Linked DNA regions of Mus musculus: regions 1, 2 and 4 are each linked to region 3. A link is a contact called in public ChIA-PET and HiChIP or PLAC-seq data. All regions are on one chromosome and are shown on one strand. Each heading gives the region's core, a stretch centred on a gene start, on an enhancer-like site or on the middle of the called end of the contact. The rest is flanking DNA. Distances are from core to core; before and after follow the strand shown.

The links. ChIA-PET counts read pairs in DNA pulled down with a chosen protein or histone mark. HiChIP or PLAC-seq counts read pairs in DNA pulled down with a chosen protein or histone mark.
Region 1: an HNF4G HiChIP or PLAC-seq map of pancreatic cancer cells shows a contact between it and region 3. The contact joins the promoter of Adap1 here to the promoter of Zfand2a in region 3. A contact is called at or near these places in 4 of 39 promoter capture datasets (the C10 cell line, cranial neural crest, liver and 1 more), 7 of 484 Hi-C or Micro-C datasets (ECoMG myeloid progenitors, the G1E-ER4 cell line, the HL-1 cell line and 4 more), 16 of 115 datasets of contacts at active chromatin or transcription factors (the 230-238 cell line, the HPC-7 cell line, bone marrow-derived macrophages and 11 more) and 3 of 9 other capture datasets (adipose tissue, liver and pancreatic islet).
Region 2: a contact with region 3 is called in a FOXA1 HiChIP or PLAC-seq map of pancreatic cancer cells. The contact joins the enhancer-like site here to the promoter of Zfand2a in region 3. A contact is called at or near these places in 13 of 484 Hi-C or Micro-C datasets (B cells, ECoMG-derived neutrophils, the G1E-ER4 cell line and 9 more), 4 of 115 datasets of contacts at active chromatin or transcription factors (bone marrow-derived macrophages, embryonic stem cells, large pre-B cells and 1 more) and 3 of 9 other capture datasets (adipose tissue, embryonic stem cells and liver).
Region 4: a contact with region 3 is called in an RNA polymerase II ChIA-PET map of effector CD8 T cells, with 44 read pairs. The contact joins the enhancer-like site here to the promoter of Zfand2a in region 3. A contact is called at or near these places in 6 of 115 datasets of contacts at active chromatin or transcription factors (the SCID.adh cell line, bone marrow-derived macrophages, effector CD8 T cells and 3 more) and 3 of 9 other capture datasets (adipose tissue, liver and pancreatic islet).

Annotation. Positions count from the first base shown.
Region 1 is chr5:139,324,169-139,326,868 of GRCm38.p6, forward strand. Adap1 (ArfGAP with dual PH domains 1) reads right to left here and starts at 1,296. Exons shown (of 11, transcript NM_172723.4): 1 at 1,113-1,296. The coding sequence starts at 1,194.
Region 2 is chr5:139,284,223-139,286,922 of GRCm38.p6, forward strand. All of the region lies in intron 4 of Adap1 (ArfGAP with dual PH domains 1), which reads right to left. Among named protein-coding and RNA genes, the nearest start is that of Get4, 33 kb to the left of the region's middle. Within about 2 kb of position 1,374, at least 73 of the 459 cell types and tissues checked have an H3K27ac peak or open chromatin away from gene starts, as enhancers often do. A contact at or near this core is called in B cells, adipose tissue, cerebral cortex and 2 more, where this site is marked.
Region 3 is chr5:139,483,065-139,485,764 of GRCm38.p6, forward strand. It overlaps Zfand2a (zinc finger, AN1-type domain 2A), which reads right to left and starts at 1,427. Exons shown (of 7, transcript NM_001159908.1): 1 at 1,213-1,427.
Region 4 is chr5:139,302,505-139,305,204 of GRCm38.p6, forward strand. All of the region lies in intron 2 of Adap1 (ArfGAP with dual PH domains 1), which reads right to left. Among named protein-coding and RNA genes, the nearest start is that of Adap1, 22 kb to the right of the region's middle. Within about 2 kb of position 1,262, at least 64 of the 459 cell types and tissues checked have an H3K27ac peak or open chromatin away from gene starts, as enhancers often do. A contact at or near this core is called in the SCID.adh cell line, effector CD8 T cells and memory CD8 T cells, where this site is marked.

The DNA.
Region 1 (2,700 bases), core at 46-2,545, 160 kb before region 3:
GCACCACCCCGCTGCACCACCGTCAGGGCCCTGCGGTGCCCCAAGAGACCAGGAAAGGGCTACTTCATCTTGCCTACTTCCCACTGAAGCTTGGTCAATGTCTCCTCCCAGGGACACCAGGGCCCCTGGGGTGGCATGCACTTACTATTGGCTAGCAGATTCTCAGCCTCAGGCTGGCACTCTTCAGCCCAGAGGCGGGGATGTGGGGGAGAGATGGGAAGGAGGTCCTATTTACAGACTGCAGGCTTTCCGCCTGCATCTCAGGGAGATAGAGTTAAGTCCCCAAGGAATTGATTCCTGGTATGTTCTGAGGGGTTCATGCTAGGGCCCCCTGATATCCCTGAAATGCCCTGTCCCCACCTGCATACCCAGATAGGATCGGCCTGGGAGGGCCAGCTCTCAGAGCCTGCCAGCTGGTCAGAGAACCCGGCCCTTTTTCCATAGCCAATCCTGAGCCCCTGTGTTCTGGCCCCTACAAATCCTTCCAAACCTGGAGCAACCAAGGGACAAAGTCTGGAAGATGTCTGACATATGCGTCTATGACTCCCACCTGTCCCCGACTGTCCTGATCCCAGAGAAGCTAGGTAGAGAGAGCCAAAGGCACATGGCCAGAATGTCCTCACAGGGCCACCCAAGGCTCTGCATCCTCCCCCAGCCTTGAGTCTGTACAAGACGGTGGCCCCAGGCAGGGATGCCATGACGTCATCTCCAGGTAGCTGGGAACCAGGTGGACCCCATACTCCCTGGCAGACACCCTGGGCTCACTGGCCGCTTTCCTTGCAAGCCAACCGCCCCTGCTGATTTCCTCTTTTTTTTTAATACCCCGAGACGCCAAGGTTTCGCAAGGCTGGGGAGGGGAGGCGGCTGCGGGTGACAGCGTGACACGCAGCCCGGCGGGGGAGGGGAGTCGGCGGCACAGGTCGCACGGAGCCCGCGAGGTGCCCTCCGGATGCTGCGCCTCACCACTGCCAGTCCCTGACGCCGGCAGGTGCACCCGGGCCGCGCCCCAACCCAGCCAGGACCCAGCGCGTGGCGCGTCCCCATCCCCCGCGCCCCCCACGCAGTCCTGTCCACCCGGCCGCACCCCGCGCCTCCGCCCGTCCCGCACCTACCCGGGGCTCCGCAGTCAGCGCAGCGCGTGTTCCCCGGCCGCGTCAGTAGCTCCAGCAGCGCCCGGCGCCGCTCCCCGGCCATGGCTGCGCGGCCACCGCGCCGTCCCGAGCACGCCCGCCCCGCTAGGGCCCCGCGCCGCGCGCCCGCCGCCCGCCTTGCGCCATCGCCACCGCTCAGCCCGCGCGCCGGCCCCGATCGTGTCGCCGCGCGGGGCCGCCCTGAGCGGAGCTGCGCGCGCGGGGACCGGGGAGTAACGCACGGCGCGCCCGGGACGGCGCGGCCCGCGGGCGGCCCCCAGCGGCGCGGACAGGGAGCGGCCTCTTGGAGAGCCCGGCCTCAACGGGTCCACCTGGGGCGGGGTCGCAGGGAACCCGCGCTGCGGAAGGATGGGCCACCCAACACGCAAGCGTGCCTGTTGGGTTGAAGCTGAGGTCGCGGGCAGCTCAGGCTAGCCCTACCTATGAATGACAAATTCCAGTACTAAAAGGATCGAAGGGCTCCACCCTCACACGTGTCCAAGTCTATAGTCTCATCTCCAAGAGATAGGACAAGAACTGGCCACACCCTTCCTGATCTCTGGCCCGCTCCCTCCCAGAGCCGGGTGTCTGCTTCTTTAACTGGCCCTAGCATTTCTTTTCAAATTCCATTTTCTCCATTATAAACGCAATAGTAGCCATTTAGAAGCCAATGGCCACACCCAACTGAGAAATGAAAGCCATCTCCAAAGCCTCCTGAGAGTCTACTCCTGCTAATATGTCACAGCCAGGGTGTTGGTTGCTCTATGATTTGGCCCCACAGTGTTCCCTGCCCCGCAAAGGCCCCTGGGTTAAGGGCACAGTCCCCACGGTGATGCTATAGTGTGGTCAGGGCTACTGGGAGGAAGTTAGGTTGTTGGGACCCTAGCCTCTTCGTTATGCTCTCTCTTGCTTCCTGGGGAGGAAGGGTCCGTTTTGTCCCACCACGTATGTCATGCTGCTTTACTGCACATTGTCTTTCTGAGTGTCTACTTTGATGTCATGAACGTTTGCAATCCTGGCCGACTCCACCTGGTGGCCCTCTGCTGAGGCTGTTGTCTTGCCAGGGGCATCTGTCCCTCCTGACCTGGCTGTCATGCCATTGCAGAACTTGTTTTGGGATCAGGAGACAGAACATGCAACCTGCCCCAATGCACATTTTGGAGGTCTTGAGGCCGGTGGCGCTGTAGGCTTGTTGTTTAACGGATCTAATGTTTTTCTCCTGAAGCCTACTGGAGCCTGGCTCCAGACCTGGCACACAGCAGGAGCTTGGAGAATGAAGCAAAATGCAGACTGCTGGGGGCTGGGGAAGTGGTTCAATGGATAGAGAGCTTACCCAGCATTCACCGAGCTGCGTATTGTGTCCTCGGCACCACAGAACCTAGGAGTACTGACGGATGCCTCTACTCTCAGTGCCCAGGAGGTCGAGGCAGGAGGATCCGCTGTTCAAGGCCATCCTCAGCTACACATCTAGTATGAGGAGAACAACCTGGACTATACGAGACCCAGTCTTTAAAAACAAACAAACAAACAAGCAACAAAAATACAGAATCAAGACAAAAATAGACTAATG
Region 2 (2,700 bases), core at 124-2,623, 200 kb before region 3:
GTATAGGTTCGGATTCTGATTGGCCAGCATCTTACCACCTCACAGGGACCTGCCAGCTCCAGGTAAGACAGAGGGGCTGTGTGGATGACAGGGGCTGAGATCCATGTTTGTGAGTCCCATGCAACTGCAGGGCCTCCTTGGCATGTTTGGCCTGCACTCTACCTGCACCCTGGAAGTGTTGCTTTCCATCTTTAGGAACCTGGGATCCCAGGAGCATGTGGGCAGCAGGTGACCACTCAGCCCTTCTTGCTACTTCCCGGCTTGGCTCTGGGAACAGATCTATTCACCCTGTGTGTCTCCTTGGGAGGTCTTTTCTCTCTGAGAAGCCACACAGGAAGACTTCCCGAATCCAGTGATGGATGCTCTAGTTCTCTGCTCTAGTCCAGTTGGGGCTCCCTGACTTGAGGTGGGGTCAGGTAGGGTCTCCCTTCAGGAGAATACCTGATACCTTAGCCCTGGTGCAAGCTAACACCTCCCAGGTGCTGGTTTCCTTGGGACTCCATAGCATGTGTCCTCAGTATGCAATGCTCTGGCTTCAAGACTCCCTGGTGTTCTGGTCATACATAGGAACCCTTCAGTATGAGTGTCCCACATCCCTTCTTGTTTACTTCTTCGATTGCCCAATAACCAGCAGAACACAGCCTGGTGGGGAGAGGGTGCTGCGAGCCAGCTCCAGGCCATGGCTCCAGGAACTGGGGTTCTGAGCTGTGTCCCCATCTTGTACATAAGCAATTGGTCTCCTGAAGATACTGTTCACAGAGTCACACAACAGCCGCCAGGAAGCTCACTAGCTAGACCTCACGAGCTGTTCTCATGGACAAGGTGGCAGGGGACCGTCGCTGCCACCTCTCTCTGGGCTTCAGTTCTGCCATCTTCCAAAGGGTCAGGGCTGAAGTGAAGCTAAAGGAGTCAAGACAGTTCCTGGGGTCCAGCAAGGCCACCAGACCTCCCTACTGCACTCAGACTGTCTGGGACATGGGGCTCAGAAGAAGCCTGGTACTTGTGAACAGCCTGGCTGATCTTACAAGTGACTCTCATAGGAGCCTGTCACATGGGCAGATCCAAGGCCACTATAGAACCCTTGGAGGCTTGACAGGAAGACAGGAAATGGGGTTATCTGCATCTAGGAGTGCCCTACCTAGCTTCCACCGTCATCTCATCGTTTCAAAGGACCTAACCCTCTTGCCGAGCCAGCCACCCCAGGGTGCCTCACCCTGGCCATCCCATGATTTAACAGTCCCCCAAACACTGTTGTGCTGAGCACCCTGCCTTAGCACACAAGAAAAACCGAAGTCAGGCAGAGCTGTGCCGCTCAGGGAGGAAGGAAAAGGGGTTGTACCAAGTGGAGACATCCCGGTGCTGTTGCTTTCTTGACCTTTGACCTAAATGTCACTATGCAAATAGGGAGAGAGGCTCCCAGAGGGACCCAGGCAGGACCCAGTCTGTTAGAGGAGGTGGTGGCCTGGTCCTGGGCAACAAAGGCCATTGTCTGCATGCCCTGACGCCCACCCTCCCCTGTGAATGGCAGCCATTGAGGCTTGGGTGGAGGCAGGACAGTCTGGGGCAGGAGCCAGGGCAGCTGTCACCCAGTCCCTTGCTGAGCAGTGGTGGGGAGGGGCAGATACAAAGCAAGGTGCACTCAGGTATGAGGGCACACCCAACACCCTGACATCTCCGCGTCAGAGGGGAACTTTAGACACTCCAGCCAACTGTGACCTAGGCTGAGGAATGACACACAGCAGAGAGTGTGGCAGGGCCCTATGGTCACAGGGCTCCATGCACTGCTCATTCCTGCTGAGGGACAAGCATCTCTGTAAGCCAGGACATGCCCTCACAGAGGCAGCCCAGGCACAGGAAAGGATGGCCGGGATATAGGGGGGTCTTGACCCAGCAGCCTCTGTCTCTGGCAGGCCAGGAAATGTGACAGGGGCTGTAAGTGAGCCACTGGCACCTGTCTCGTCTGGAACTCCAGGGGCTACTTCCCTCCTGTAGCCCTGGATGACACTGTCTGAGAGAGACTTCTCCAAAGCCCAGTTCCAGGGAGCGTGTGCTCAAGGCCCCAGGTCTGACTCGCTCAGCCACTGTCCATGTCGAGAGAGAATAGGCAGCCATCCAGGTGGCTCCTCAGTCCTAGGAGTGTCGTCCTGTAATAGGCAGGCCTCTGCACCAGGCCTGGACAAGAGACAGACCTGATGTCAGTGGACACCTTAGCGCCAGAGACTCTGCTAACCAGTCTCCAGAGCAATGCTTCTGTGAAACTTCCTTAGACTGAAAAGAATTTTGAAAATAAACAAAGATAGGCTCCGCTGTGGGTGAGCAGCACAATGCTCTGGGCCAGAAGCCTAGCATAGAAGGCCACTCATCACGTCCAAGCTGGTGAACAGCGGGGAAAGAGAAAACCAGACGGCGGTGGCTGCTGGCATGCTGGCTCACAGGGACAGGGTCTCAGCGCTGGAATAAATCTGGAATAAGCCTGGGATTGTGTAATAGGGAGTGCACTGGGGAGGGCAGGGCCATGACAAGGGTACTTCCCCACACAGAGACTTCACATGGATGACCCCTTGGCCTCCGTGTCCCTCAATGCGGGGGAGGGGTGTGGGCTGGATGTTCCCAGAGATGTCCCCATGGCTCCTTGGGCATTGTGGAGGGAACTGTAGTCACTGTCCCTGCTCATTTTGAGTCCTGACATGCAGTTGAGGA
Region 3 (2,700 bases), core at 177-2,676:
CAAAACAAATGTGGTGAGAGAAAGAAAGGCTTCCCGTATGGAGTCCATAGCTGCCACTGAAAATTATGGTCTCCTTGGAACTCAAGCTGCAGTCTCAACTCCTCAATACACTTGTTGACATCAACAAGATTCGGTGCCAGGTGCTAAGTGGCATCAGTTGACTATGCTCCCCAGAGTAGGCTGTCCCTTGCCTCTCCCTCCCTCATGCCTTCAGTTTTACTTTGTGCACACGCCATAATGACATCAGGCCAGGGCCGATCAAGGCAAGCGGCACTTTAATTAACCACAAGAAACAGACAAGCAGAGAGGCTGGCATCCCGGAGACCAGGCTTGAAGCAAAGTCTCCTCCAAGTCCTGTCACCTATCAAATGACTCGAAACTCTTGCACTTTCCACAGGTCAAGTCCCCAAAGAGCTTTTCACATCTTTCTATTACTTTCTCTGCTGGGAACTTCTTATCTACTCCTTGTTGAGAACTCTCAGGCTTCAGAAGACATCTATTTGACTTGTCAAGGACCAGTCTACAGTGTCACTTCCTCAAACGTCACCTCTAACACCTCTAAGCCAATTCACTTCCCACCCTTCCCCCTTCCTTTCCTACTGCATTTAGTGGTTAGGGTGGATCTCATTCCTGTCGGGGAGGAAACCTTTTAAGTCGTGCACAACAGAATCCGCATTATGAAATGTTTTTGTTCAAAGCAAGCAGCACGTGACGTATTACCAAATGACCACCGACTGTTTCTTTTCTCCCCCCCCCCTTTTTTAAACAGGGGGCCGGGGGCCTAGGACAGACGCTATTTTGTAGTGCTGGCTGTCCCTTAACCCGTTTTGTAGATCACTTTGGCTATCAACTCGGAGATCCGCCTGTCTCTGCCTCTGGAGTGCAGGGATTAAAGGCACGAGCCACCATGCCCTGCTAGTAGACTGTTTCATGAAAGTGTGTCTCACTACTTAGCTCAGGTTAGCCTGGAGCTTGTGATCTAATAACTCAACTCCCCAGCGCTGAGACTACAGGCCTGCAACAACCACTATGCCTGGCTGCCGCGACAATGGCTCAGGGCAGTTGACCTGGGGATGTGAGATGTCACTGTGCTGAGACAGTAACTCCTTGATGGCCAGGCCACGAGAAATCACAGCGCGGAGACGCCAGCCCCTAGTTCACCAGCTCCCCGGGCCCCAGCGGCCCGCAACCACACCGGTACCTGGCACTCACGGGTAGTCAGAGGCGGAGACAGACAAGCGGTGCCCTTTGTGGTTATCCCGGTGACACCGCAGTAGAAACTGCAGCTCCAATCGCCGCGAAGCGCCCGACTTCTCTCAAGGCCGGAAAGCGTAGCATTGCCCCTGCAGCAGCCTGGGCCATTTATCCCCAGCCGACAGATCCAGAGTCATACATCCTGGGCGTTCCCGGCGCGCTCTGATGACGCCACACCAACACCAACCAATCCCCTAACATCTAGAGTCGGCCCGCCAGCGCGCCCAAAATGTCATCGAAGGCCAGCCAATTCCTTCGTGTTATGACCCCCAGAGGGCTGGGCGCCGTGATGACGTCACTTACATGTCACCAATCCAGCAGTTCTACGGCCTTTTCGTCCCTCCCTATCCCCCCGCCTATTTTCTAGAACAGTCAGGCAACATCTCTAGCTTAGGCTGAGTCGTGGTGAGGCAGCTCTGGGTGAGGTGACAGGCTTGCCTGTACCTGAGAGCCTGAGACAGGACCCGGCCGGACGTGAGAATCCTGTGTCTCAGTAGGAGTTCCCTGAGGGCTGGGATCGCGGTATGCACAGATTGATGGCCCATTTGTGAAGCTGTAAGGATCCCAGGACTCGGGGAGGCAGAACGCCAGGGACAGGTCATCTGAACAAACATGCCTTGGAAAAGTGAGGTCCAGTCTACAGAAGAATTACAAGATGATACCCAAAATGCCTGTATCTCTGTTACCAGAGTTGCTGGAGCACGGACTATGCATGTGATTTAAGAAAGATGTTCAGGGCTGGTGAGATGGCTCGGTGGGTAAGAGCACCCGACTGCTCTTCCGAAGGTCAGGAGTTCAAATCCCAGCAACCACATGGTGGCTCACAACCATCCGTAATGAGATCTGACTCCGTCTTCTGGAGTGTCTGAGGACAGCTACAGTGTACTTTAAATAAATAAATAAATAAATAAATCTTAAAAAAAAAAAAAGAAAAAAAAGAAGAAGAAGAAAGAAAGAAAGAAAGATGTTCAAGCCGGGCGGTGGTGGCGCATGCCTTTAATCCCAGCACTCGGGAGGCAGAGGCAGGCGGATTTCTGAGTTTGAGGCCAGCCTGGTCTACAAAGTGAGTTCCAGGACAGCCAGGGCTACACAGAGAAACCCTGTCTCGAAAAAAACCAAAAAAAAAAAAAAAAAAGAAAGAAAGATGTTCAAGTGTTGCTGACCCAAGCTCGAGAATACCAAAGATCTGTGGGCTAGGCTAATAGACCCAGAATACTACTGCTCTGTCCTGATTATTTATGTTTTTAATTAATTATTTATTTATTTCTCAATCTGACATAAACTGAGAAGAGGAGACCACAGTTCAGGAAATAACCTCTATAAGATTGGCCTAGGAAGTACTTTTAAGTTAGTCATTAATATGGAAGGGCTGAGCTCCTTGCGAGTAGTACCACCCCTAGGCTGATTATCCTAGGTGCTATAAGAAAGTAAAAATCAGGCCAGTTG
Region 4 (2,700 bases), core at 12-2,511, 180 kb before region 3:
AATGTTGCCCTTGGGATGGAACTCCTAGATCCATCCTGTCTCAGGATGGGCTCCCAGTAAGCAGGGAAGAATAGGATATAAAAGGAGTGCCCTAAAGAAAAGGCCCAGAAGGGCCAGTGATGTGGCCCAGCAGGTTAAAATACCTTCCACACCAACCAAATGATCCAAGTTCAATTCCTGGTCCTGTGGTAGAAGAAGTGAGCTAAGTCTTGAAAGTTATCTTCTGATGACCACAAGTTCAGTATGGCATGTGTGAGCTTGCACTTATCCACATACCATACAGGGATTTACACACACAATAATAAAATGCATTAAATTCAGGGGTCAATGATGTAGCTCAGTGTCACCAAGCCCAAAAACCTGAATTAGATCCTTGGAACCTACACAAGAGAGGATCAACTCCTGGATGTTGTCCTCTGACCTCCACACATGCCATGCGCATGTGTACCCTCACACATACACATATGCACACACAAACCCACAAGTATATAACTGTAGTAACATTTTAAAAGCAACTCATATACCTGCAAGATAGCTCAGTGAAGAAAGGTGCTTGCTGTTTATTAAATTAAAAATTAAAAACAACCTTCAGGGGTTGGAGATGGAGCTCAGCAGCAGAGCCCCTGCCTAGAATCCCCCAGGGAGGGGCTGGGGTGTGGCTCAGTGGTAAAGCCCCTGCCTAGAATCCTCCAGTGAGAGCTGGGGGCGTGGCTCAGTGGTAGAGTCCCTGCCTAGAATCCCCCAGTGAGGGGCTGGGGGTGTGGCTCAGTGGTAGAGCCCCTGCCTAGAATCCCCCAGTGAGGGGCTGGGGTGTGGCTCAGTGGTAGAGCCCCTGCCTAGAATCCCCCAGTGAGGGGCTAGTGATATTAGACTCCAGAATCCATAACTGATACTGAAATAAAACAACAAAACAAAACCTCAACTCTCAAGGTGAGGTGATTCAGCTGTTAAAGTTCTTGTCTCATAAATGTGATAGCTTGACCCCATGTAAAAAGCTGATGCCGAGACATTCCCTGGTAACCCAGCAATGTCAAGATAGAAAGCAGAGAGACACGTGCAAGATCAGTGGCCAGTTTGCTTAGCCTATTGGCAAAGTTACAAGCCAACAAGAGGCTCTATTACAAAGAGCAGAAGGTGCCTGGGAAGGTGCGACACCCAAGGCTGTCCTCTGACCTCTGCACACGCTTGCACCTGTACACGCATATGCACTAGGTGACAAGCAGTCGCTCTCTGAGTCTGTCTGAGTATGCTGTAAACCACAAGAAAGGCTGATCAGTTTGACTAAGCCATGACAAAAAAAAATTTCCATGTCAAAAACCACCATGAGTAAAACCAAGACACTTGTGAAAATCTATTTTCTATGAGCCTGCTTCTTGGTTGGGCGAGTTTCCTGAACAGGTCAAAAAACCCCAAGAGGGTAAAAGCAATGAAGATGGCAGGGCCGCTAAGAGCAAAGAGCAAAGAGCAAGCTGAGGATAGAAAAACTCTCTCAGCCACCGGGCAGTGGTAGCGCACGCCTTTAATCCCAGCACTTGAGAGGCAGAGGCAGGCAGATTTCAAAATTTAAGGCCAGCCTGGTCTATAGAGTGAGTTTGAGAGAGAGAGAGAGAGAGAGAGAGAGAGAGAGACAGAGACAGAGACAGAGACAGAGACAGAGAGAGAGAGAGAGAGCAAAGCTCTCTCAGAACCTTCAGCTCAAGATGAGGACCCAACTTCCCCAGGAAAAGCATACACCACTAGGTCCACACAGGTGCACCAGCTGGGATGTGGCGCAACCTCTTCTACTTTCGCTGGAGTCCTCTATGGCGGGATCCGGCAAGACTCTCCCGAGCTGCCAAGCTGCCTAGCCTCGGACCTTCCACCTCCACCTCCAAGAATGTAGGTCAACAGTGAGTTCCCAGAAGCACAAATGTCACACTGAGAAGCAGCTTGGGGGACCCAATCATTACAGAGAGATAGGACTGAAAGTAACCCGAGGCTGGCCATCTTTGTACTCAGGAGGCTGAGGCAGGAGGATTGTGAGTGTGAGATTGTTCTGGGTTATAAAGAGAGACTGTGTCTTAAAACTGAAAGAGAAAAAGAAGTAGGGTGTGGTGATGTAGATGTAAGGTCGGCACTCTGAGGTGGAGGCAGGAAGATCAAGGTTCAAGGTCATCCTTAGCTACATAGTGAGGTAGAGCCAGCCTGGGCTACATGAGACCCCTGTCTTTCACAACCTAAAAAGGGGACAAAGAAGAAAGATAAAAAGAAACAGGAAATAGAAGGGGAAAGAAAGAATGATCTAAGTGTGTCCATGCAGAGACAGCGAGCAAGGTCCACATACTCTAGAGACCATGGCAGAATACAGGAAAGACAAAGCAGTCCCTATATGTGGGTTAAAGACACGCATGAGCATACAGACAGACATTTTCCAAAGGAAGCACAAAGCACTGGTCACTGGCGGCCTCTGGGGTGAGAAGCCAAAACCAGGGGAAGGGGGGGCTCTCACACTGTCAATCCTCCGCTGAGCCTGGCAAATGTGCCCCCATGCACAACAGTAGCAGATTATTAAAACACACCAAATAGCAGGCAGGCTCGGTAGTGATGCCAGTCATCCCAAGTACTCATAAGGTTGAGAAAGGAAGACTGTAAGTACCAGGCCAGCTACAGAGTGAGATTCTGTCATTTCAGTGTGTGTGTGTGTGTGTGTGTGTGTGTGTG